2 separate regions of the Mus musculus genome follow, and region 2 is linked to region 1. A link is a contact called in public Hi-C data. All regions are on one chromosome and are shown on one strand. The core of a region is the stretch at or near the end of the contact, and the rest is flanking DNA. Distances in the headings are between cores, read along the strand shown. Region 1 holds the start of Snx27 (sorting nexin family member 27). Region 2 holds the start of Notch2 (notch 2).

Evidence for each region. A called contact is a pair of places that touch in the nucleus more often than the background predicts.
Region 2: a contact with region 1 is called in a Hi-C map of CD4 T cells, with 4 times the contacts expected there. The contact joins the promoter of Notch2 here to the promoter of Snx27 in region 1. A contact is called at or near these places in 1 of 39 promoter capture datasets (pre-B cells) and 1 of 484 Hi-C or Micro-C datasets (CD4 T cells).

The regions. Positions count from the first base shown.
Region 1 is chr3:94,580,798-94,586,424 of GRCm38.p6, reverse strand. Snx27 (sorting nexin family member 27) reads left to right here and starts at 3,709. Exons shown (of 12, transcript NM_001082484.2): 1 at 3,709-4,180. The coding sequence starts at 3,876.
Region 2 is chr3:98,010,419-98,016,022 of GRCm38.p6, reverse strand. Notch2 (notch 2) reads right to left here and starts at 2,485. Exons shown (of 34, transcript NM_010928.2): 1 at 2,252-2,485. The coding sequence starts at 2,324.

The DNA of each region.
Region 1 (5,627 bases), core at 2,460-4,959:
ATATTTTTAGATGACATTTCTTTCTGCTTGTGTCTCAGTCAGGGGACATCTTGTGGAGTTGGTTCTCTTGGTGTCTCAGGGAGAGAGCTTAGGTTGCTAGCCTGGCTGGAGGCACCTTTACCACAGAGCCATCCCCATGGCCCTTGCTGGCCTGGCTGTAGGCTGCTTTACCACCAAACCATCACCTAGGCCCTTATTTTCTCATTCTTATTATATACCAAACTTGTCTTTCAGTTTGATCTTTCCTAAAATTCGTTATGTCTTTTTGAGGCAAGATCTCACTCTGGACTTGTGACGATTCCCCTGCCTTTCATTCTCAAGTGCCAGGAAAACAGGTATAAGTCCCCGGTGCTGGCTCATTTAGTTAGCTAATTAATTAGGTTTGTTTTTAATAAGTCAGGGTTCCCGTGCCAGACTGGCCTTGAACTTACTTAGCTGCCTGGATTACCTTGAACCTCAGATCCTCCTGCCTCTACCTGCCCAGTGCTGGCATTACAAGTGGTGTGAGAGCTGAAACCCAGAACTTCTTGCATGCTAGACAAGCAACGTGCCATTGAGCTATGTCCCCTTACTGGCTTTCATTTGACTGAAAGTTTGAAAGTTAGAGAAGAGTTAAAGAAAAGGAATAATGAGAAAAGTCTCTCTCCTACTCCTGTCCCCTGCCCAGCTGTCCAGACTCCTTCCCTATCAGCAATCTCTCCAACCAGTTTCTTGTATCTAAAGATACTGAGCTATGTGGTTCCCCGTTTATACACTGTAAGATATTACGTCTGTGCTCTGTCCTATTCTCGCTTGACTGGGCACAGTCTCTGTGAGCTCATTTCATGCCATACCACTAGGAGCTTCTTTAGTTTTTCTTTTTGTTTTAAGTGATGATGTTTTCCATTGTGGATGTATCATATTTTACCCAATGACTGTTATTAATCCAAGCTACTGTGACTATAAACAGTACTACAATGACCGTCACAAAAGTGTTATTTCCCAGGTGTGTGAGTGGAAACGGACTCTGAGGGGTGAAGAGGTTGCATGAAGGGCAGTGCAGTTTGACTCCCTAAACCTGTAGTCTGTAGCTATCTCGTTTATCTCTGCATCTCTCACCATTGTTAAAAAGCCTAGAACAGAAGGTACATTCAATTTGTGTGTGTGTGTGTGTGTGTGTGTGTGTGCGTGCACACATATGTATGTGTGTGTGCGTGTGTGCTGAAAAAAATATTAAAAAAAGGTCTCTTATAGCCCAGGATCCCCTTGAACTTGCTCTATAGCTGAGGATGATGACCTTGAACTTCTGATTTTTCCTAGGGCCTCCAAGTTCTGAGTGCTGGGAGTGTATCACCACATCTTGTTTTTATGCGACTAGGGATTAAGCTGGGCTTCCTGCATGCTAGGCAAGTGGTCTACTGACTGGCTGACACCCTTAGCCTCATTCAGTGTATCTATATGTATATTTGTTTATGTATATATGTATTTATATACGAGTAAGTACATTACAATTTATGTATATGAGTGCTCAATTTGCATGTATGCCTGCATGATGGAAGAGGGCATCGGAACCCATTGTAGATGGTTGTGAGCCACTATGTGGTTGCTGAGAATTGAACTCAGGACACCTGGAAGAGCAGCCAGTGCTCTTAACCATTGAGCCATGTCTCTAGCCCTCCCACCTTCAGTATATTTTTTTAATAAAAAATAAAGGCAAATGTTGTTTGTTTGTTTGTTTTTTGAGACAGAATGTTAGCATGTAGCTCCTGGTTGGCTTGCCTCAACTCACAGAGATGGGCTGGCCTCTGTGTCCCGAGTGCTGGGATTAAAGATGTGGGCTTGGCAAAAATAACTAGTTCTATCTGGGCATGTTGATGCACGCCTTTAATCCCAGCACTCAGGAGGCAGAGGCAGGCAGATTTCTGAGTTCAAGGTCAGCCTGGTCTATAGAGTGAGTTCCAGGACATCCAGGGCTACACAGAGAAACCCTGACTCGAAAAACCAAAAAAACCAAAAACCAAAAAACTAGTTATTTTAGCAGCAAGTTCTTTCCATCCAGTACTCAATTCAAAATAAATTATTCAAGTCCAAACCAGATTCCATCATTATGTTGAAGCAAAACTTATTCTATCTTTATTATTTCAGTATTTCAGAACTAACCAAGAGTCTTCATCAGCTTTGTTGTAAAACAAGGTTACTTTTATTCCTTTTGTTTATAATGCAAACCTTTCTTTTTAACCTTCATATGTATGCTCTAACTGTAGTGACTTTGTGTCTCCATTCAGTATGTTTCAAAATCTCTTAATCCCCCTATTGCTTCTTCTGTCCCTTGTAATCTTAAAAACTCTCCATGGCCAGTAAACTCTTTCAGGGGCTTGTTTGTTTTTATAAATTATCTGCTTCTTTTAGGTTCATAATTTTTTACTTGTGTAACCTCATCTACCAAGCAGGGACTGGGCTAGTGCTGTAAAGCGTTAATAAGTTCTAGATGTAAAGACTTGGTACATAGTCATGTTGAGAAAGGTAGTTCTTGGTGCTTCTCCTCTTCTTCTGCTGGATGCCAAGAAGGAAGACTCCTGGCTCGTTATCTCCAGGTTATTTCTCCGGTTGGGGGGTTGTGTTAATATGTCACTTTGGGAGATGAAGTAATGTCCCCCTCAGGACAAAGAGCAAGTCTACTGTATTCCTTTGTACAGAATGGCAACCTTTCCAAGTTGTGTGTCTTAGGCTCTGATACCTTAGGGGAACATCACTCATCAGAGCTCTTTATCTACATGGTGCTTGGTGGGGAAGAACTGAGAATACCTGAGGAGGCTGATACTGTTTCCTTTGTCTTTGCTTTGTGGAATCTTGTGTATTCTACAACATCTACTAAACAGGAATGGATTAACTAGTGACCTTATCAGTAGGGGGAAATCAAATACCAAAGTGGAGCAGTGATGGCGTAGATTGCTATGTGCATTATTTCTGTCATTACTTGCTGTCACCAGGCACCCAGCTCTATCAAGTTTATATCCTGCCAGATCGCCAAAAACACCAACTGCATGCTTTCTAAGAATTCTCTTGTGCTATTGGAAGAAATGAAATAAACAAGATAAAAGCAACTTCAAAACTCTTGCTAAATTAAAATTATTGACCACTTTAATATCCAGTTCTAAATCATGGAAGCTGTTGTTTTCCTCCACACATGCTTTTTTGTATGTCTGTATATAGCCGTGAAGTTGCAATAACATGGAAAAGAAAGTTGCGCAAAAACAGCTGAGCTTTAAATGCTGTTACATAATTGCTGCTTGACTTTGGTAACACTAAAGTTCCGTATCCTAATACTTGAAATAAGGAACCGAATTCACGATCTGGTTGTATCACTTGATTGCTGGGGCTTTGTCCAACATGAATATACAAATGAATAACCGATTCAAGATTGCAATGAATCACCAACTAGTGGTCGGGCATAATCCCAGCAATCAGGAGGCAGAGGCAGGTGGATCTCTGAGTTTGAGGTCGGCCTGCTTTACAGAGCCAGTTCAGGACAGCAAGGGCTACAAAGGGAAACCCTGTCTCGAAAAAACAAAACAAAAAAAGATTCTCATCATCCAACCAAGGAAACTTAACCAGAGCCCAAAGCCCAATAAACCACAACTCCCAGAAGGCTTTGAGCCCGGATGCGTCATGCACCATTTGCAGAACTACATCTCCCAGGAGGCCCTGCAGCGCCCAACCGTCTGCTTCTCCCGCCTTGCTCCCTTTTCCTCACCCCCTCGCAGCGCGGTGGCCCACTAGCTCCAGCGGTCGGCGGAGCGGGCGCGCGCCGGGGTCGCGCGGCTGCCGGAGGGGGCGGGCGCGCGCCGGAGGAGTGGAGGCGTAGGGGGGCGGGGGACCGCTCGCTTGCTCGCAAGATGGCGGACGAGGACGGGGAAGGTATTCACCCCTCAGCCCCGCACCGGAATGGAGGCGGCGGCGGGGGGTCTGGGCTCCACTGCGCCGGGAACGGTGGCGGGGGAGGCGGCGGCCCGCGGGTCGTGCGCATTGTCAAGTCCGAATCCGGCTACGGCTTCAACGTGCGGGGCCAAGTGAGCGAGGGCGGGCAACTGCGGAGCATCAACGGGGAGCTGTACGCGCCGCTGCAGCATGTGAGCGCCGTGCTGCCCGGGGGGGCGGCCGACCGGGCCGGGGTGCGCAAAGGGGACCGCATCCTGGAGGTGTGAGTATCGCTGCCGCCACGCCCCGTCCTCCTATCCTTCGCCTGTCCTGGCCCCGCACCCTGTCACCCAGGCCGCACCTCTCTTAGCTCGAGAGCCTGCCGCGACCCTCGCCCCCCGCGGGCCTTCGCGGCCCGGCTTGGAGCCTCCTGCTTTCCTGGCGTCTCCAGTTTGTGCTCTCCCTGCTGCTCCCATGCCTTTGGCTGCTCTCAACCCGTTTGCCTTCTTCTATAGCATGCCTCTTTCTGCCCCTTACTGAGGGAGTCTCCTTTCGACCTAGCCAGTACTGTGTCCTCCCCAACTTTTCATCTTTAGCATCATAGTTTCCTGGTCGCTGCCACTCCCCTCAGACCTTGTGGACTGTCCCTTCTGCCCTCTAGACCTGATAGGACCTGTGGTCAGCTCATTTTCCTCTGGAGGCATCATTTCTCCCCACCTTAACCCTCCACCCACTTTCCTTAGTTATTCCCCGTTATGATAAAAGCACACCGACATTTTTGCATCCACCGTTTGGCCTTTTCTCCCCTCTTCTTCTTTGTAGTCACACCATCTCGAGTATACCTTATCACATGCGTTTTTGGGGGAGGGGTTGCAACCTGATTTTCAGGCTAGCTTCTCCATGGCTACATTGCTTTTGAGTACAGCCTTTTCTGGCTCCCCGACTTCCCACGTGCACCACTCCTCACACCTTGGAGTTCGGTTTAATAGTGCTCCTAGCTCCTGCTTCCCTCAGACTGCAGTCGACTTAGGTCTTTGCCCGCTCCGTTTTCCTCCTGCTCTGTGCTATTGCAATCCTACACTTTAAATTTCTCGACGTAGCTTTCCCTTCTCTTTTTAAGGCCCCTTCTGCTGTTGCAACCCACCTTCTGCTGCAGTCTTCCTTCATCGAACTTGTTCAGGCTCACTTGTCACCACCACATCCCTTAAAGCTCCAGAGATGTTGTCTTGGCAGTTTGAACGCAGACCTCCACTGCCCTAAGCTGTGTTGTGGTTGTGATTTTGTACTTTGTCCTAAATTTGTATAGTGGTTGTTGGTTGACTTGTTGGCGCTGTGTGCTCTCATTGTCTCCATTCTCCTTCAATCCTGGATCTCTCCTTACTGCATCTATATTGTATCGCCCCCCCCTCCCCGCCCCCCACACGCAGCCTCTCCTTCCATGATGGGATTTACTCACACAAGTCTTTCTTCTTTTTAAATATTTCATTTTAATTGTAAGTTCCACAGCTGCCTGCTCTTCATTTTGTAAAACAGATTCATGTAAGAGCTGCACTTACAGAATCTTGGGAGTCTGTCCTTGTAAAGGAGCCCCCTTCCTCCAGGCCTTTCCCCCCCCTCCCATTTTTGTGCCCATTACTCTTACTCTGTTTCCTCGTCTTTTCCACTTCAAGAAAGAGTAGCTCACTAATGCATGTGTGTGGAGAGCTTGCACATTTCTTCTGACCTTTATG
Region 2 (5,604 bases), core at 1,236-3,735, 3.4 Mb before region 1:
AAGAAAGAAAAACGGGAAATAGTTATAGGGTGAATTTTATCTCCACCCTAAAGGAAAAAAAAAAAAAACTTGTTCTTTTTATAGTAGGGATTCAACTGAGAAAGTGTCTAGGTGACAGCAAAACCAGGGAGTCACTCCCACCGCAGAGCCAAAAGCAAGCCAGAAGTAAGGGGAGTAAGGGGTGGTCCAGAGAATTGTTCAGAAGCTCACACAGATGGGTTGACAGCTCCTTGCCTTAGGAACCAGTGATGTTCAAATTAACAACTGGCCACGAGCCAAACACGGGAACACTCAAAACTTAGGGAGGGAGAGTTATAATTGGTACCTTGGCAAATACACCATAATAGATTAGGAAGCTTCCCTGCTAGACCCTGGGAAGATTTAAGATTTGCAACAACAACTAGCTCTTTAATCTCTTTCATGAGAATAGTTTAGCATCTAAAGAACACCTGTCCAAAACCCAAAATGCCTACATTTGAGCTGGACTGACACTCAGTGTGACGCCCCAACCGATATCGGTGACAGCGAGGGCCTGCATTAGCAGAAGTGGGGGCATCAGTTCAGCGCACTGGGGTTCAACATGGGAGAAAGCCCGTGTGCCAGCCTCATCCCATCTCTGTTGCCAGCGTTAGCACTTGTGAGTCACTTTACGTACTAGTCCCCGAAGTACTCAAGAGAAAAATAGTTAGGCTTTGAATCCTATTCCATATGGGAAAAGACACAGGTCATGAAGACTAAAGTTACTTTACTATGTAAAACAAGTCGTGGGGGACCAAGCACTTTCATCCTCAGAAAAAAAACCACACTAATCATACAGCTCTTTACACTAAGTCTACACTGAGGGCTAACAGCTTCACTCAAAGAAAAGGGGCAAGGCAAGAATGCCATCGTTGAGTTTTGAGGAAAACTTTCGGGAACCATTCAATCCTGAATTCAATCCTGGTCCACTTCTGAAAACCTACAGACCCAGCAATGTATGACATTCTAATTTTCCAGAAAGTATCTGGTTGATGCTGGACAGCCCAGCACTGTTTGCAGGTGATAAATAATCGAGTCTTCCTCAAAGCATCTGCGATTGGCATGTCAGCTGCCTGTTACAATGAACAAAGACCATACTTTTCTGAAACTCATCCCTTCTCTGAGGAAATGTACTAGAGTTTTTCTGGTAAAAGTTAATTGTTCTTGAGTAAAGGGGGACCCTACCAGTTCAACAAACCAGTACAAGACATAGCCCCACTGGAAGCACAGACTTCAAACCAGTACAAGACATAGCCCCACTGGAAGCACAGACTTCAAACCAGTACAAGACATAGCCCCACTGGAAGCACAGACTTCGAACCAGTACAAGACATAGCCCCACTGGAAGCACAGACTTCAAACCAGTACAAGACATAGCCCCATTGGAAGCACAGACCAAACCGCTGCTCCTGCCCTGAAACAACTTTTCTGAACATCTTTTAAGTGCTACGGGTTTAATATACATTCTTTTAATTAATCCTATTAGCTGGGTAATTTCATCCCCATTTTATTGGTGAGTTAATACAGAAGATTTGAATCCAGGATTACAGAGCTGGACTCCAAAGCCGAAGTTCTTTCCATACAACATTCCAAAGAAATGTAAAATCTAAAGATGTGGGTGGAGTGGGTAAAATATGATCCGATTTCCTTTCCTGGCTCCCACCAAGTTAGCGAGGGGGCACGGAATATCCCACCATAACAAGCCTTTCTAAGCAAGCACTTCGGATCAAGCAACGTCTCCACTTTTCCTCGCCTGCCCCTGCCCCACCCCCAACGGTGCCAAAAGAGCAGCAAGCTGCTGCCAGGTTGGAGGAGTTGGGGATCGTCACACCACATTCCTGGGGCTGGACGCACACTGGAACCGCAGCAGAGCTCCGCGCCTCGGAAAGAATAACAGCAGTTGAGATTTTCAATCATGTGGCTCAGCACGCTGCCACACCAGTTCCCCCACTGCTGCCTCCACCTATCCAAGACCTAAGCCCCACGCCCAACTCCTCCTCCGGACAAACCGACCGATCCGGGTGTCAAAAGCTGGGAACGCCGCAAGCCCCCGCCGCCCTCCCGACCACACTCGCACCTCGGCCCGCGAGCTGCTCGCCCGAGACCCCGCTAACGCGGAACCCGGGACGCTACGCGTTGCCAAGACTCGAGGCCCGGACGAGGCAGTTTGGAAGACGCAGTCCCCGTAGCGCAGAGACAGAGAGGGATGGTCTCCCGGGCGCCCGGTACTCACCGTGCGCGGGGCCCGCGCCGCACAGCCAGAGCCACAGCAGCGCCCGCAGCGCGGCGGGACGCAGAGCGGGCATCTTCGGGGCCGCAGCCAGAGCAGATCCGCATGGGGAGCGGGTCCCGACCAGGAGCCCGGCTCTCGCGTGCTCTACCCTGCCCCCGCGGCTCGCTGAGTCCTGGAGCTCCCGCTGCGCCGCCCCTGCACTCCGCGCAGCCAGGCCGCCGCCCGAAGTTTGGCTGAAAGTTTCTGGCTGCGCCGCGCGGCTGGGCGGCCCGCGTGTCCTTCCGCCTCGGCCTCCTCCCACCGCGAGGCTCCGCCCCCGTCGCCGCCGCGCGCCCAGGGGTTTCCCGCAGAAAGAAGCGCCGGTCCTCTGCGCGCGGAGGGATCTGAGTGAGCAGCACCCCGTACTCCGCCCGCTCGACCGCCGAGCCCGCCCATGAGCTCGGAAAGGGGGGCGGCTGAAGCGCCCAACATCAAACACTAGGGTTTACCCGGGTCCTGAACTTGTAGAGAGAGGCAGACCTCATGCCCCACACACCCACCCACACACTTCTTGGCTGGTTAGAGGAATGAGGGAGAGCAAAAACGAGACTGTCAACGGAAGGCAGAGGGCAAAGGCGCCAAAGTACTCTTAAGAGGACATTCCTTAAGATGCTCTGGGCATTTCGTTCATTCATCCGTCCATCCACCCACCCATCCTTGGTTCTTTTAGTGAACTTCGTGTAGCAAGGTGCTTGGGACACTGGAATCGTCCGCTCTAGGGTCTAGAAGAATTTAGGGGAGGCTTTCAAGAGACAGCAGGAGCTTGAAACTCTAGTCAAAGGTGTAGAAAATAGAAAGAAGAACCAGGAATACTCTTTATAACCTATTAATAGCTGCGAGTGAAGAGTAACCTAAATGCCCCACCCTTAGGGACTAGATGAATAATGCATAATTATAAGTGCAATACAATTGAAAATACCATCTTCATATACGTCAGCCGTAAAACCAAAATGATGATGAAAACACGAATCGCAGAGCGAGACTCTAAGAATGCCATTTACATATAAATGTTTCCAAACAACACTGAACATTGTATGGACGTTTGTGTGCATAGTTTTTAAAAGATAAAGCTATTACACTAACAATTTCCAAAGTGGGAGAGTGGAGGGTGTGATCTGTCTTAGGAATAAATGCATTTGTAGAACGAAATTGGCAACTACGAGGAATTGCATAAGTAACACAGGACTGTTTGTATTTCTGTCTTGACTACACGGGGAAGTCTTTATGGCCCAGGATCATGGCCTTCATCACTAGTGCCTATCAATTAGTAGATGGTGACCTAGAATGCAGAATACCGTTCAGCAAGTGCAAATGGGTGTGAACATTAAAACTGCAGTTTAATAAGCACTATAGAGTCTGAGGAAATGGATCAGCGGGAAAGAGTGCTTGCTGTGCAAGCACGGGGACCTGAGTTCAAATCTCCAACACTCACAGTGAAAGCCAGGTTTGACTATGCACATGCCTCAAACAGCTGTAGGGAGTAGAGTTAAATGAATCTCTGGGGCTAATTAGCAGGTAGCCCAGTTCCAGGTTCAGTAAGAGATCCCCCCCCCCCCAACCAGGGAATAAGTTAGAGAGTAATAGAACAGGATATCTGATGTCCTCTGACCTCCACACACATGAATATATACATACACATATACAGCATATATCATACATATATACCATATATCACACACATACAGCATATGTCACACACATATACCTTATACCAAACACAAATAATAATATACCACATACACATATACATTACCTTGGGAAAGAGAAGCTAGTACTTACTGCAAACGGTCACATTGGGACCCTAGAAGCTCTTTTCAAAAAGTAGCATAATTGAGGACTAGAGAGATAGCTCAGTGGTTGCTGTTCTTGTAGAGAACCTGGGTTCAATCCCCAGCACCCACATCCCACATGGTGCTTCACGTCTATCCGCAACTCCAGTTCCAAGGGATCCACTTCCCTCTCCTGGGCTCCACAGGCACCAGGCATGCACATGATGGACAGAGATACACGCAGGCAAAGCTCCCATACACATAAAATAAAACCAAATTTAAATTTAAAAATAGTATAGTTAGTGAAAATCACTAGGCAATTTCTGCTTGTGCCATGTGTTTAAAGAAGAGTAATAACATTAACTTTCATTTGTTCACCCATGGTGTTACCAGTCTAATCTCTACTCACGTAAGAGGGTAAATCGTGAGTTGCCGATACAAACTTTAAATTGACCTACAAAGATCAGATTTCTCACAACCAACATGCATACAAAAGAGAGTAAAGGTGCTCACCCCTGAGGCACAGCTCCAGAAGTGGCTGTAGCTGTGTTCCTCAGGGTGACAGCTTTAAAGACAATAACCTTCAGGGCTGGGGAAACAGTCCAGTGGGTTTAACCCGAGCTTGCTCTCCCCTACCATAACAGGCAGAGGGGTGGGGAAAATGGTTTAGCAGTTAAAAGCTAAGTCTGCTCTTCCAGAGAACCAGAGTTTGGTTCCCAGCACCCATGTCAAGTGGCCCGTGACCTCGTATAACTCCAGTTCCAGGAGATCTAATAGTTCTGGCTTCACAGGCACCCACATATATGTGCACAATGCCCACCATACACAGAGACAGACAGACAGACACACACATACAAAATCTTGACCAAGAAAAAAAAAAAAAGCCAAAGCCAAGTATTAAGGAGGCAGAGACTAGCTGGCCCTTGGAGCTTGTTGGCAACCAATCTAACATAATTGATGAACTCTAGACCAATGAGAGACCTTGTCTCAAAAGAGATGGCAGTCCAGATAATAATACCCAACTTTAACTTCTGGCTTCTATACACATGCACATATATGTATGCATACCCGCAGATACATCTGTGTGTGTGTGTGTGTGTGTGTATGTACACGTGTGCATGTTCCTGTGTACATTAAAGAATAGAAAGTATTACATGATGTGAAACTTCTGTTGAATTGTTGGAGTGTTAAACTCACTGTGTGTGTGTTCTAGTAAGCACTAGATAAATAATGCAGAAATATTATAAATAAAAGAAAGAATAAGAAGGTGCTCATAAAAAGCGTTATAATCCAGTCAAGAGTGTTACAGGTTCAGCCTGGAATTCGTCAGGGAATGTAAAGTGAATTACATATTCTAGCTAGCCAGTATAAAAGATACAAAATCCTGGTATTTTATTTTCAAGCTGTAAACCTAAATTGGACAAGTTTGGAACTATTATAATTTATGTTCCAGCCACATGTCCCTTGTCACTTGCTATTTTGTTCTTGCCTGGGTTATTCTCAGGGTCCATTTCTCCTTGTTGTGCTCAAGATTCATCCAGCCTC